Linked DNA regions of Rattus norvegicus: region 2 is linked to region 1. A link is a contact called in public Hi-C data. All regions are on one chromosome and are shown on one strand. Each heading gives the region's core, a stretch centred on a gene start, on an enhancer-like site or on the middle of the called end of the contact. The rest is flanking DNA. Distances are from core to core; before and after follow the strand shown.

The links. Hi-C and Micro-C count contacts between places; a contact is called where the count stands out from the background.
Region 2: a contact with region 1 is called in a Hi-C map of liver, with 2.2 times the contacts expected there. The contact joins the enhancer-like site here to the promoter of Aldh2 in region 1. A contact is called at or near these places in 12 of 12 Hi-C or Micro-C datasets (the A7r5 cell line, the Rat2 cell line, Schwann cells and 7 more).

What each region holds. Positions count from the first base shown.
Region 1 is chr12:40,605,219-40,612,858 of GRCr8, reverse strand. Aldh2 (aldehyde dehydrogenase 2 family member) reads right to left here and starts at 2,615. Exons shown (of 13, transcript NM_032416.2): 1 at 2,404-2,615. The coding sequence starts at 2,523.
Region 2 is chr12:40,640,985-40,648,624 of GRCr8, reverse strand. Aldh2 (aldehyde dehydrogenase 2 family member) reads right to left here. Exons shown (of 13, transcript NM_032416.2): 12 at 7,054-7,168; 13 at 5,405-5,819. The coding sequence ends at 5,787. Among named protein-coding and RNA genes, the nearest start is that of Mapkapk5, 10 kb to the left of the region's middle. Within about 2 kb of position 2,859, at least 59 of the 93 cell types and tissues checked have an H3K27ac peak or open chromatin away from gene starts, as enhancers often do. A contact at or near this core is called in Schwann cells, hepatocytes and liver, where this site is marked.

The DNA of each region.
Region 1 (7,640 bases), core at 1,366-3,865:
GACATTGAGCATGAGGCGATGCCCTGAGAGAGGCATGAAGCCATACACACACCTGTGATGCCGGAGGTATCCTTATAAACCTTAACTGTTCTCCAAGACAGCGACGCAATAATTAAATGTAAAGATCCGTTTCACTGACACTGGGTCGGTTCCAGGCCCAATGGGGTAAAATGTGCTTCTTTCAGAAGGCCACCCTCAGGGACACATTCTGAGGAAGCTGAAATCACCCACCCACCTAGCCTGTGGTCCCTTCTCATGACAAAAGGCAAGAGAGTCCCAGAAAGATGGCCCAAACCTTGCTCAACCTGCTTTGGTTGGAAAAAGAAGGTGAGGTCATGACACTATTCAGATGGGACCCAAGAAGCTTGAGGAGAAATATCCCCCCCTGGGGCGCTTGGGCCCTGCAGGTACCCTTGGAAGCGAGCCCAGAGTCTGTGGAAGCAACTTCAGGGCCCTAGTAACAGCATAGAGATATGCAGGAACAGACAGAAGCCAGAGTCCTTGCTTCCCAGGCCTGGTGTCCCTGGCAGCAGGGTTTGCAATGATGCCATCCTGATAATACCCAGCAGTTTCTAGGGTTCCCTCCTGCACTGCCTGCCTTAGGGCAGGAGGCTCGTGTTCTCAAAAAACCAAAAAACTTAAAAGCAGCTGAGTGTACTGGCTGAGGAAGATAAGCAGCGTTCATGAGACTCAAGTGTTCATGGACACGTAGCCAGGACCCTGTCTCCCACACAAACTCATAAAAGCCAAGAACCGAGCAAGGCCACTTTCATTAACAGCGCTCCTGTAGGGTGGGCAATAGGGTCAGTGCCATGAATTTCTGTAATGAATGTATTCGATTTTTGTGATTTCAAACTCTGTGATAAGGAGAAAAGGCAGCAATGGGGGAGGGGGTTCCCTCTACACCCCCCCCCCCCCAGGCACATACAAGGAACTCTCCGAACTGAATCAAGCCCGAGCAGGTTGTTAGGACCTGAAACTTTGTACCCTGCCTCCAGGTGAACGAGAGAACCAAACTATTGATCAGGTGCTTCCTCTTGTGGTCACTCGGGCTCCTTTTGATGTTCAGCTCCTTCAAGCGGGATGGATTGCCTCAGATCAGCCGCCAGCTAGAAACCAGCAGCTACTTCACAAACCTGGTGTTTTTGTTTTGTTTTGTTTTGTTTTGTTTTGTTTTGTTTTCCCTTGGGTTGACTCTTTGTAGCACTCCTCAGAAACCTGGACCTTTAAACAGGTCCTGCACATGTGCAAATGGCTGCCAGGTCCCGGAAGAACACTGCAGAAAGCCGGAGGCCAAGGCCACAACTAGAGTGGTAGGCAGCCCATCTGGAGGACGTTCATGTGACATGAGATCGGACCCCTGGTCCTACCAAGAGTTGCAATATACCATAGAAAGTTTAGAAGAGAATCCAGACTTCAGCTTGGTCCTTTGGGACCATGACCAGACCTCAGTCTTATGAGCTGTATAGTGGGGATAGTTAAACCATCAAACTCCCAGTTCTAAGGCGTAAGGCTTAAAGTCGGAATTGTTTAGGAGGCTGCCCTGCACAAAGGCTGGCAGAGGGGACTTTTGGAGAACCCGGATTGCTGCTCATGCCAAGTGCCAAGTGCGCAAGGCCCTGTAAAATATATATATATAGACATGAGGTCACTGTGTCCCAACAATGCAACAATGGGAAGCCTGGGGCAGGAGAATTACAAGCTCAAGGCCAGCCTGGGCAACTTAGTGAGATCCTGTTTCAAAGAAAACGTAGCGAGAAGGCCGAAAGGCTGAGGCGGTAAGTAAGTGGTAGCAGCCATGTCTGTCTTGTGCAAGTCTAAAGTGGGGTGAAACTGGCTGAAGGAAGAAGACAGAGAACTCCGGGCCAGCCAGCCTCAGCTACAAAATGAGATCCTCTTTCAAAACAACACACCAAGATACCAGCCCTGACTGCTTTCCCATTTTACAGAAGAGGGCAGCCAAGTGCCACTTGTTGCACAAACAAAAAATACTTCACAGCCAGTTTCTTTCATGTGATTCCAGACTTCACCAAAACTCAAAAAACGAATTCAACATTCCAAAGTCCGGGTGGGATAAGAGCGGCCACAGAGGGGTCCTGACCCAGCTTTTGCTTGTGAACTCTGGCTCAGGTCTGCGTGAGTTGGGTAGGGATGGATGGGAGGTCTCGCAGAGACTGGGACGGAAGGGCCTTCTGCGTGAACCCAGAGGACCGCGCGGGGCAGAAGCCGGCTGCATCGATGCGGGATAAAGAGGACTGTCCAGGACAGGGAGGCGACACGGTGCGGCCACATGGGCAGGGGAAGACGCGCGCAAAGATCGCGGGACGCGGAGGGGAAACTGAGGCCGCGTCGCCCTGGCTCCGTCCCGCCCTGGTGCCAGAGCGAGGCGGCCGCGAGTCTCACCTGGTTGCAGAAGACCTCGGGCTGCTGGTTGGGGGCTGGCACCGCGCTGGTGGCGGCGGCGGACAGCAGGCGGCTCAGGCGTGGCCCACGGCGGGCGGTGCTGAGTGCGGCGCGCAGCATGCTGAACTGAGCGGAGCTTAGCAGAACTGAGCAGAGCTGAGCAGGGCGAGCCGAACCGAGCAGAGAGGAGCCTAGCGGAGCAACCGGCGACTGCAGCCTTGTAGAACGAGTCCTAGCCTCCGCCCCCCGCGGCCACCAATGGGAGGCAGAGATACGGGGACGTAGCCGAGGAACTCCAGCCCCCAACGGCCTAAGGGGCGCGACCCTGGCTCCCTAAGAGATGGAGTTTGCAGAACATGGGGATAGCCGGAGGAAGCCTAGCCAGGGCTATGTGCGCTCCCAGCAAGGTGGCTAGCGCTTATGAGTCCCATCCGTGCAGATGTAGGTGTGAAAAGAAATCACGAAAGCGGTTATTCCCCGAACAGCCTGGGACTGGGCACTTGAGGGGCAGGAGGACATTGGCTAGAAAGAGACGTGGACGCCTAGTCATTCGTGTGCCTTTCAACCAGATGAACGCAGCAGTAGGCTGAAGAGATGGTGAAGAGTTTGGCAGGGGATTCTCGGCAATGCCCCGAAGTGTTTTTAAAACGGAGGAGCCGGGCTGGAGAGATGGCTCAGTGGTTAAAAAACAGGAGCCCCAAAATGGGCGGAGCCTTTAGAAGCTGAGGTTTCTGAAGCACCCAGCAGAAGACTGCTGCGTATGAGCTTCGCCCTGCTCTGAGGACTCGCAGGAATATTGTCACCCGCGCTGTAAAGGGGTCTGGGCGCGTTTCCCCGTGTGCCTCTGATTTTAGCACCGGACAGCTGAAGTTGTTCCGGGGCTCAACACCGTTAGCACAAAACACGAGGGGAAAGCATTTAAGGACCTCACAGGCTGGTCACATGACCAAGCGTAGGTGCAAAGGAATCTGGGAAATTGAGAGCACAGTTAGGAGAGATTGTGAGACCCTTTAAAAACCTCACCAGCAGGGCCCCTCTGGGTAAACCATTTTGCCTTGCCGAAATGCTTTGGATTGTGTTGGGGATCTTGGATGTCCACACCCATTTCCTGCAGGAAGGTGTCCCCGTTCACTGGTTTACTCGCTGTTTCGTTCGCTACCTGTGCATTCCCATTTAAAGAAAGTTCTGTGGGTGACATTTAAGGTGGCTTCCAATCTTGTGTGATTACAAACAATGCCACAGTTTGTGTCTTTTGGTTCTTTTTTTTTTTTTTTTTTCCCGGAGCTGGGGACCGAACCCAGGGCCTTGCGCTTCCTAGGCAAGCGCTCTACCACTGAGCTAAATCCCCAACCCCAGTTTGTGTCTTTTGACTTACTAATTCACAGAGGAAGAGCCACTAACTCACGGGATGTCTACTGCTTTTTTTTTTTTTAATTTTATTTATTGTTATATATAAGTACACTGTAGCTGTCTTCAGACATACCAGAGGAGGGCATCAGATCTCATTACAAATGGTTGTGAACCTGCTGGGATTTGAACTCAGGACCTCTGGAAGAGCAGTCGGTGCTCTTAACCACTGAGCCATCTCTCCAGGTCTACTGCTTAATTAGTAAGTAACCAATTAAATACAGACAGGTCCTTGACTTATGGTGGGTGTGGCCTCTAAGCCCCCCCCCCCCAGTTGGAAGAATCACAAATCAAGAATGAGTTGAAAGGGGGCTGGGGATTTAGCTCAGTGGTAGAGCGCTTACCTAGGAAGCGCAAGGCCCTGGGTTCGGTCCCCAGCTCCGAAAAAAAAAGAACCAAAAAAAAAAAAAAAAAAAAAAAAAAAGTTCCGCATGAAGAATGAGTTGAAAGTCTACCTTCCTGTGGTACCTGCCCTGTAACCTCAGCATTGAGGATGTGGGGCCAGAAGGATTAAGAGTTAAAGGTCAATCTGAGCTCCGTGAAGCTACCTGAGGCTCTGAAGGAGGCTCTATCTCAAACAAACGACTTAACTACACCTACCCTGCCACACAACACGGATTAGCTATTAGACTGTGCTGTGCCGCGTCTCTGTGCAGCCCTCAGGACTTCAGCCTGCAGCCTGGCCGGCAGCCCAGCTGGCTGAGCATCTTGAGGGCGAATCCTATAGTTAACTACAGAGAAATAAATTCCCGTTCAAAAAGTCTATAGTCTGGCCCAGCAGTGGCATTGGTGACACAGGCCTTTAACCCCAGCACTTGGGAGTCAGAGGCAGTGACAGCTCTGAGTCTGAGGCCAGCCTGGTCTACAGAATGAGTTCCAGGGACAGCCAAAGCTACACAGAGAAACCCAGTCTCAAACAAACAACGGTGTCAGCCCAAGCGCTGCCACACCCTTACCCCCTTCCCAGCATTGTTATACTGTTAATATCTGTTCAGATAGCCGGCCATATTGCTCTAGGACGCATTTCTGAGGAGTGAGATTAAATGCCTTTGTGTGCAGCCAGTTTTCTCCGCTGGGTTTTAAAAGTTCATGTCCTAGCTCATTTTCCCGTTTGGCTGAAGAACTTGAGTTCTAGAAGCCCTGTGGGGTTTTTTGTTTTGTTTTGTTCTATTTTTTGTTGTTGTTGTTGTTGTTGCTGTTACTGGTTTTAGACAGTCTCCCTAAGTCTTCTAACTCACAGAGGCACACACATGTTCTATGTGTGCGTGTGTATGTGTGTGTGTGTGCTCGCTTTGCCCCTGCGTGGTGTCCCTTCTGTCATTTATCACTTCTTCTTAGCAAATGGTAAGTAGTCAGGGATTTCTGAACTACAGCCTGTTTGATCATCTATCATGTCCACCAGTGTGACACCTTTTATTGATTTGTCTTTTTAACCATTGTGTTTGTTTTCTTGTTTGTTTATTTATTATATTTTATTTATATGAGTACACTGTAGCTGTCCTCAGACACACCAGAAGAAAGGCATCAGGTTCCATTACAGATGGTTGTGAGCCACCATGTGGTTGCTGGGGATTGAACTCGGGACCTCTGGAAGAGCAGTCAGTGCTCTTAACCACTGAGCCACCTCTCCAGCCCATGTTTTCTTGTTTTTTTATTCTGAGTCAGGGTCCTCCTGCCCTTTCTCTGGAGAGCTGGGATTATACTTAATGTCGGCCACACTGGTTCATATGCTGAAGGGAAAAAAATCCTGGGCTTCCATGGACACCAGGGAAGCACGCTAACCACTGCGCCACATATCCCCTGCCTCCAACCCTGTTTTACTACTATAAAGAACCCCCCTTCCTCAAGTTGAACCCCCACCATTTAATGCTAGCACTCAAAGAGACAGATCTGTGGCTTAAAGGCTAGCCTGGGCTACATTAAGCGATTCTGTTTCAAAAGCCAAACTTTGGAACTGAATCAAACCAAACAGAAAGCTGTCATTCTGGAGGTGAGGGATGTAACTCAGCCTGCCATGCTGGAGACCCTGTAAGTCCTACCTATCAAAATTCAGTGAAAGGACTGGGTAGGATGAGACCCCCAGAGTCAGACAGGGCCACCCACTGTCCCTAAGGGAATCCAGCCTACTGTGTGTCAAGAGGAGCACAGGGAATATGTTGTCATCTCTTTTCCAGGATGGACTGCTGTGGTGAGAGAAGAGAGTGCACACTCGCTCTGCCTTTGATCCTCTTCACAGACACATTGGCCATGCTGGCCTGGATCCCAAAAAACTGGTCAGACCTGATCATCGCCAAAGCAAGTCCACTGGGTTCCCATTAGTGTGCTCAAAGTCACATGTTCTTCCACACTGGGTACCAGGACAGTTCCCAACTGACACAGGGTGGTCAGAACAGAAAAAGCCATGGAGGGATTTTTTTTTTGGGGGGGTTCTTTTTTTCGGAGCTGGGGACCAAACCCAGGGCCTTGCGCTTCCTAGGTAAGCGCTCTACCACTGAGCTAAATCCCCAGCCCCCGACATGGAGGGATTTGCTGGGTGATCCTTCCCTTGTGTCTTTTTTTTAATTTATCTTATGTATACTGTATACTGTACACTGTCACTGTCTTCAGACACACCAGAAGAGGGCATCGGATCCCATTACAGATGGTTGTGAACCACCATGTGGTTGCTGGGATTTGAACTCAGGACCTCTGGAAGAGCATTCAGTGCTCTTAACCGCTGAGCCATCCTTCCAGCCCCTCCCTTGTGTCTTCTGAAGCCATGGTTCCTTCTCTCTCTCTCTCTCTCTCTCTCTCTCTCTCTCTCTCTCAAAGATTTATTTATTTATTATATATAAGTACACTGTAGCTGTCTTCAGATACACCAGAAGAGGGCATCGGATCTCTTTACAGATGGTTGTGAGCCACCATGTGGTTGCTGGGAATTGAACTCATGACCTCTGGAAGAGCAGTCGGGTGCTCTTAACCGCTGAGCCATCTCTCCAGCCCCCCCCCCCCTCTAATTTTGTATCTGTTCTTGTTGGAGACTCCTCTGGCGTCTATGGATGTTGGGGAACTTTCCTCAGAGGTTGGTCAAATCGATTCTCCTGATAAATGCAAGGAACTGAAAGTGGAAACCAGGGGACTCCAGCAGGTTCCCAGAGCAAGTGAGTGCAGTGTCCCAGCGAGGAGGGTCACTTTTATTGTTATGGCTACTTTGTTAATAGCATGTCCAGTTGGGCAGAGAAGCGAGCTTCTCAGGAATCAAGGCATGTATCCAGACATGTATCTAGAAAGCCATCTTCGGTGTGGGAGCTTCATGTACCTGACTATTCCCTAGAAACTGAGGCAGGGGACGCGCATCCTTGTGCTCCTTCTGTTTCTTCTTGCATTTGTTGGCATTCCCAATGTCCTTGAGAGATATCGACACTGGATGTCTGAACGCCCATGTCACAGGTTCATTACAGTCTCAATCCAAACAAACCCCGACAAGGGAGAAGAGTGAAGGAGTCCTTTACTCTGTGTGTGTGCGTGTGCACGAGCATGTGTGTGCACGAGCATGTGTGTGCATGTGCACATGTGTGTGAATGTGCACAAGCCTGTGTGTGTACATGTGCATCCGAAACTGTGCGCATGCACATGTGTGTGCATATGTGAGGGCCTGTATGTGCACATGTGTGTATGAGTATGTGCACATGTGTGTATGAGTATGTGCACGTTTGTGAATGTGCACAAGCCTGTGTGTGTACTCGTGCATCCGCATGTGTGTGCATGTGCACCTGTGTGCATATATGCAAGCCTGCATGAGCACATGTGTGTGCATGTGTGTATGTGCACACATGTGAATGCACAAG
Region 2 (7,640 bases), core at 1,610-4,109, 36 kb before region 1:
AAGTGGTTGTGAGCCATTGTGTGGCTCAGGACCTCTGGAAGAACAACCAGTGTTCTTAACCACTGACCCACCTCTCCAGCCGGATCTTCCTCTCTTCAACCTGTCTCTGTAAAGCTCTCCCAATAAAACTTCCCCCGTAGGCCCCTCCCCCTCCTGCTGTCAGTTACTGAGTCCAACCTGTCCTCACTGCTCTGACATCCTCACTACCCTGATGAGGTTTGGCCGTGCTGTGAACGGTAATGCTAAGTACGCCCCGTTTCCCCCGCCCCCAGATGAGAGTCCACACTAGACACATAGTAACACTATGTGACCCTTGCCCCAAGTTCTTTCTGACTGGTAAATAAAGATGCTGACAGCCAATAGCTGAACAGAAGAGACGTAGGTGGAGTTTAGGATTCCAGGGCTTGGGGTTGGAGGAGAACCACAAGGAGAAGGAGGTGAAGGAGAAGAGAGAAGCCTTCATGGCTTTCAAGAAAACATGGCCAGTTGGAGTTAAGAGCAGCCCGGATGAAACATAGCTAAGTAATGATTTAGGGTTATGGAAAGTGGATTCTAACAGCATGGAGGGGAGGCAGCTGCCCAGCACTTGTGCTGCTTAAGGCTTATTGCAAATAACAAAAGTAGTGTCTTTTTCCCAGGAACTGAATGGTCAAAGGCGATTTGGAATTATTTACATTCTACAACACTGCCCTGATGTCATCACCACTCGGAGTGACGCCACTAATCTGATGCCATCTGTGTTCTGATGTCACTACTCTGAGTGATGTCACTACTCTGGCATGCACTGAGGAGAGGAAGGGAGAAATGGGGGACAGATGATGTTCTAGAGACAGTTGGGTAGGCTGCACTGTGTCCCCCAGGGGCTGCTGGGTTGTTCATCCATGGCTTTCTCCTACGTCTACTCCATCTGCATGATGGCTTCAGTCTATTATGTCATTCGTCAGGTGACCTTGCACTTCCAGGGCACGCTATCTACTTCACCCTGTTCAGTGTCAAGGTAGCGAGGTGTCAGGAACCCCTGTGGCTCCAGCCTGGTCAAGCAGCCATGCTGCTGTGGGCTGGGAACAGAGCAGAGCCCTAAGAGGGCTGATGGGGAAGACAGTTCCAAAGTGGGGAGTGGCTAGGTGGGCCTATCAACCTCCCAGGCAGGTCATGAGGAGGAAAGGGAGGAGCAGAGGAGGAGCAGGCTAAGACCCCCCACCTCAGTTGTCTTCAATGTTGATGTCCTGTTGATGAGACTCCCCAAATCTTGTATGTGAAGGTCATGTAAGGAAACATACTAGGTAAAAATGCAAACACAATATAGATGGTGAACGGGTGTGATGCGTGCAGTCCACTGGGATAAACTAAAAAGGTAGGGAAAATGAAAGAGACAGAAAATGGCGGTGGGGGAAGCAGGGCACGACTGACCACATGGGCCAAAGTATCAGGAATGGATGGATCAGCTGGCTGTGCTGCCCACATCTTTAACCTCAAGATTCAGAGGCAGGAGGATCTTTTCCAGTTGCAGGCCAGGCTTATCTACCAGGGAGTTCTAGGACAATCAGGGCTACACAGAAACTTTGTCTCAAAAGCAAACAAAGAAACACAGAGGGCCAGCAAAATAGCTTTAGTGGGCAACTGTCACCAGGCTTGATGACCTGAGTTCAATCTTGGGGTCCTTTGTAGTGGAAGGAGAGAATCAATTCCTGGTTTGACCTCCACACATGTGCTATGGCTCATACAGCAGCACGTGCACACACACATACACACACACACACACACACACACACGCACTTTTTAAAGCAAATTTGCACACTGGTGAAGTGGTTCCCCATAGCCTTATGTCCTCTTGGTGACAGACAGTTCCATCGAAGGACCAGGCCACATTTGAGTCATCTGTTTGGGAGATGAATGTTGGGATTCTATGGGTTTTGTTTAAGTCCCTGTTTTCTTGTTAATTCGTGATTTCTTCCACCCTGTGAGGTCTGGGAATCAAACTCAGGTAGTCCTGTGTGGTGGCAAGCTTCTTTTACTGTAAAGCCATCTTGGAGGCCCTGTTTTCAGTTCCTCCCTTCTGAGCCATCTTGATCCTCTTCAAAGGATGTCGCTGTGGCTTGGCCATTGGCCACAAGGTGGCGCTAATACCTAGGTCTCCGCTCCAGCGCCCACGTGCCTTTTTGTTTTGTACAAGACCCCAGCATTTCCTCCTGAGGATCAGAGAAGGCCAAACCCACAAAGCACGGCTTGGCACCAAATACTCCTGTGATCAGACCATATCCAAGTACCCAGAGAGATCAGGCTCCTCGGAACCTGAGAACCTTGTTTTTACCCCCAGACAGCTGCTTCCGGCCCAGCGGGTTCCTTTACCTAAACAGGATTACTGTCTTGGGTGTGGAAGTCTGTGCTCCAGGCTGCTCATCACACCTGCCTGCCTTTGTTCGAATTAACTGCTTGTCTCACACCGAGTTGGATTCACACGCCCCGGGCCAAGAATTACCAACACACACGCTCACCGCCCCCCCCCCCCAACACCATTCTTCGAACTGCTCTCTGCCTTACTGATTATAGGAGAATGCGTGGGCATTATTCCCACGTTGAAAGTTCTAGTCTTCTTTGGAAATTTATCACTCTTATTCTAGGCTGCTGGAGATGCTCTTCCTGGTCACGGGGTGGACTGTATGACTTTGATCTACATTTCATCCCATCGCTATAGCACTAAGATTGATGAAACCAGACAGTATAGATGCCGGGGCCACAGGTCCTGTGTTTACAAAAGGATAAAACGACATAGGGGGTGGAGCTTAGACAGAATGCTAACAACAGGCATTCTCTTTGCAGGCGGTTGGGGGCGGGTCTCAGCGTGGTGGACGTGAGGCTGGGCGGCAGTTCTAAGGATCCGGCCGCGCCAGAAGCCAGAATGTGCACAGCTGGAAGTGAAGCTGGCCCGGAAGTGGAGCTGAGAGATGGAGGAAGCCCTTTGGAAGTCAAAAGCAGCAGTTCCCAGCATCCTTGACTCTCACCGCCTATCCCTGCCCCCTCCTCTTGTCACCTGAGTAGGATTTGGCTTCTTGATGCTACGTTAATCCTTCTGCAGCATTTCCATGACACAGTTGGCAAATGTCGCGCGTTCTTTCAGTGTGTGCAGCGGGGGTACTTCGATTGGCGTCTGCTTTCGAAAACGGCTCCTCCGTGGTAACCTTGGCACATAATGAGGAAGGAAGGGCCCGCTCCTTGCAGGTTTCAAGTGCTTACTGTGGTCGCTGTGGTCACCAAGCTGTCTGGTGGCCTCCCCTCCCCACCTTCCCTTTTTTTTTTTTTTTTTTTAAAGGCAGGTTCTTTTTAGTCAAGCTGGCCTCAAACTCTTGGCAATCCTCCTGCCTTCTCTAAAGACTCTTCTAAATCTTGGGATTACAAGGGTGTGTCGCTGCAGGCAACCAAATTTAATTTTTGCTTTTTCCAGACAGGGTTTCTCAGTATAGCTGTGGTTGGCTGTCCTGGAACTTGATCTGTATAACAGACCTCAATTAGGCCTCAGACTCAAGTGCCTCTGCCTCCAGGTGTTGAGGTTAAAGGTTCGAGGCACCGTACTAGGCATCTGATTTTTAAAATTTTTATTTACTTATTTCTGTGTGTGCACATGAGCACACACACACAGGTATGAGTGTATGGAGGTCAAAGGACAACTTCAGGGCTGGAGAGATGGCTCAGTGGTTAGGAGCAACGACTGTTCTCCCAGAGGTCCCGAGTTCAATTCCCAGCAACCCCATGGTGGCTCACAGCCATCTGTGATAGGGATCTGATGCCCTCTCCTGGTGTGTCTGAACGCAGGGGCAGTGTGCTCATGTACATACATTTTAAAAAAGGACAACTTCAGGGGGTCATCAGCCTCTTACCCTCAGCTCCTTCCCTGACCAGCTGGTTTTGAAGCTAAGCGCACACATCCTGTTCATTCACAAGTTGAGTAAGATCTGGGACCTTCGCCCCTAAGCTTTCCTGTCAGGCTCCCGTGGACCTTGGACTTTGACATACTTATCACTGCTCCGGGAAGGTCCCAGGCACCGAATTGTCACATGCAGCGTTAAGAGTACTAAGTGAAAGTTCTGGGAATAAGCGTGCACTGGTGCGAGCTGCATGCACTGGTGCGAGCTGCATGCACTGGTGAGCATCATGCCTGCAGCTGTGGTACCCACGAGGCACGCATGCCCACCCATCAGCCACCAGCAACCATCTCGGTTACCGGGCTTACTGGTGTATTGCGACACTTACACGGAACTTACTCGACTCCCCAAAACACAGGCGCAGCGGTGCCAAGAGTTGGGTAATTTCACGCGATTACCATCGCTAATTGCTGGCTTATTTCTTTTATGCCAATCACCGTGAGCACTTACACCTATAGGGAATAATCTACAGGCTGGGCACAAGGTGTCCCCGGAAGGCTTACGACTCGCACTTAGGATGGGGCGGGGTTGGGATAGTCACAGCGCCGCCCCCATTTATACACAGGGCAGAGGTCACAGGCATCTAAAACCTCTGGGGATGGAACCTTCTGGTAGGTGAGGGAGAAAGCACAGGTAACTGGAGCCCTGCTCAAGAGCTCTCTTGGCCTTCCAGCGTGAGTGGGTCCCTCTGTCCTTCAGCATCTGTCACACCCCCTGGCATCTACAGGTGACCACGGCCTGAAACAGTCTGCCTTGCAGTCCCCAACCTACTGTCACCACCATCCCTCTTACTCTCTGAAAAACTACTCCCTCTGGCCATCCATGGCCAACTCCTTCATGGCGCTGTCACTAATAACCTGCACGTTCTCTGGGTGTGTGAGAGGCAGACCCTGCAGTGGGCGCGCTCTGCTCTGTGCCCCACGGAGGCCGCAGAACAGATCGGGACAATGGAGCAACTTCTGGAAAGTGTCTTTTTGCTCACTCTCCTCCAGGTCAGCAGCACTTATGCTGAGCTATGAGGTCCCTCAGTTGAAAGCTGACCCTGGATCACCCTGGAAAGGATCAAACAAGTGTCACTACCTCCTCTGTCCTGCCAGACAGCCACTCCTCTCTCTCTCCAGCTTATATCCCTCCCCATCAGCCTGGAATCACTTGTGAGAGCCAAGGTCACAGGTACCAAGGAGCGGGGAGAGTGCTACTTCGGGATACCAGCAAATAGTGGGGACACTTCAGCCTGGTGTCCCCCATGTCCAGGATGGGAGGGGGCCTTTAGTGACTCCCCCCCCCCCCCCCCCCCGAGCTGGGGACCGAACCCAGGGCCTTGTGCTTCCTAGGCAAGCACTCTACCACTGAGCTAAATCCCCAACCCCGCCTTTAGTGACTCTTGACCAGTAAACATCAAGGCGCTAGTGTTCCACAAAGCTAATACTCTAATAATGGCCTTGTCTCCTCCCACAGCACAGAGTCACAGAATGCAACAGAGATAAGACTCAGAACTTAGGGCTCAGAGAACTGACCCTGAGGCTTTATCTGCTGATTTTTATTGCTCATTTGTTTAAGCACTGAGGGTGGAACCCAGCATCCAGCACAGAAGGACCCGTGAGCGTGTGCGTGCGTGTGGGTGGTCTGCACAGAGCTCCTCCCTTCCCCAGTTTACTGGGGACGCTCCCCAAACACCGCCCACCAACCCTGCCCTGTTTATCAAATCCTGACTTTCTTGGCCCAAGACGCTTTGGTGAAGGGGTTTTCTCTTGGCAGGCTTTGGTGAAGGGGTTTTCTCTTGGCAGGCGCAGTGTGCTTGGTGGTGGCTTTTCTCAGGATCTTGTTGGGTTTTCGGGCGCTGGCTGAAGAAGCCTGCACACCACTTTACGAGTTCTTCTGTGGCACTTTGACGGTGACCTGTGAAGGGTTCGGAGAAGCAGTTATGGTTCATACTTTGCAAGTGTCGGGAGGTCCCCTCGGGGACAAGAGCTTCTCTCTTCCTTCTCACATCTCCTTGGCAACAGCCTGACCTCTGCGGGACATCATATTCTATCTCCTTTCTGGATTCTCACACAAGGTCCTAGGGGACATCTGCCGGTGTCTGGAGGTCAGCCCTTTCTGGAGGACTGGGGAGCATCATAGTTTAGGAGCATCTGGTGAGTTGAGGTCAGGAAGCTGCAACATCTAACACTGTATAGTCCCAAACTAGGAGTCCCCAGGGTAAACTCTGAGGAAGAGGCTACATCCACAGGCGTCTCATTAAAGAAAAGGCCTTCGTGGCTTGTCGCTGCATCTCAACGTATTAGGTATTATAAGGTGTTCTAAAAAGCCTCTTCCTGCATTTACTTTATTTTGGATTTTTTTTAAAAACTTTTTTAAAAAACTTTGTCTCTGTCCTTTTTTTTTTTTCCCCGGGGCTGGGGACCGAACCCAGGACCTTGCGCTTCCTAGGTAAGCGCTCTACCACTGAGCCAAATCCCCAACCCCGTCTCTGTTCTTCTTAAGATTTATTCATTTATTATACTTAAGTACACTGTCGCTGTCTTCAGACACACCAGAAGAGGGCATCGGATCCCCATTACAGATGGTTGTGAGCCACCATGTGGTTGCTGGGAATTGAACTCAGGACCTCTGGAAGAGCAGTCAGTGCTCTTAACCGCTGAGCCATCTCTCCAGACCTATTTTGCATTCTTTACATGAAAAGACGAACAATTTCCACATCAAATGTGCAACAAGCCACTTTTAAAGGGATCTGTATTCCATGATGCAACAGACGCTAACACGTTGGGCATTTAGGTCACATCTGACTTTTTGGATGACCTGTGTTCATAGCACTATCACCCTTTCTGTGCTTCCGATGGAGTCTGGGCTATGTTCCTGTGAGCAGAACTGGACCAGGGTGCCCTTGGCAGCTGCGCCTGCTCACACCTCTTACCGGAAGCACCTCACTGCCTCTACCACTGGGGCCTGCCTTCTCTCAGGCTGACCAGCTCTGTGGCAAATGTGTCTGGGCCTATTGGGGGTAAGACCCTAGAGACTACATCTGACCCCCTCTGTGGCTTCTCTGGCTTAACCTACAAACTAATAACAGGTAGTAGCATCCCTAACCAGGAGAGGCCAGGTCACTGGTGCCCGCAGGCTGTGTACGCACCGTCTTCACTTCCGTGTAGGCCTGCAGGCCATACTCGCCCAGCTCCCTGCCACTCCCCGACATCTTATAGCCACCAAATGGGGACTGGGCCCCAAACACATCGTAGCAGTTGATCCTGTCATTGGAGAGAACACACAGGTCATGTGAGGGACTGCGTGACATTCCAGGCCATGGATGACCTCACCATTGAAGAGTTAAATTTCAAAAAGTTAGTCATAAACAAGGTCCGGACTACCTGAGGGAGACTATAGGGCTTGCCGGACCATTTGGAGCTGAAGAGTTAAAATAAAAACTTCATAAAAACTGCAAAAGAACAGCAGATAAGGGGGCAGGACAGAGCTGGCCTGAGATGTGCCCGGCCAAGCCCAAAAGCAAGGTCAAGCAAGGTCGAGGGATTGTTCCAGGGACCGGCAGCCACCATCTCCTTTGAGTCGGGGGCCATCCGGACAGATGACTCCCTGCTCTACAGATAAAGATAAGACGTTCTCCTATATTGAGAACACCCCAGCCCGCATGTACTGCTTGCAGATGAGACCTTGTACCCATTTCCCTTGCTGATAACCACGCGAAACCCCCTGGCTTCTCCT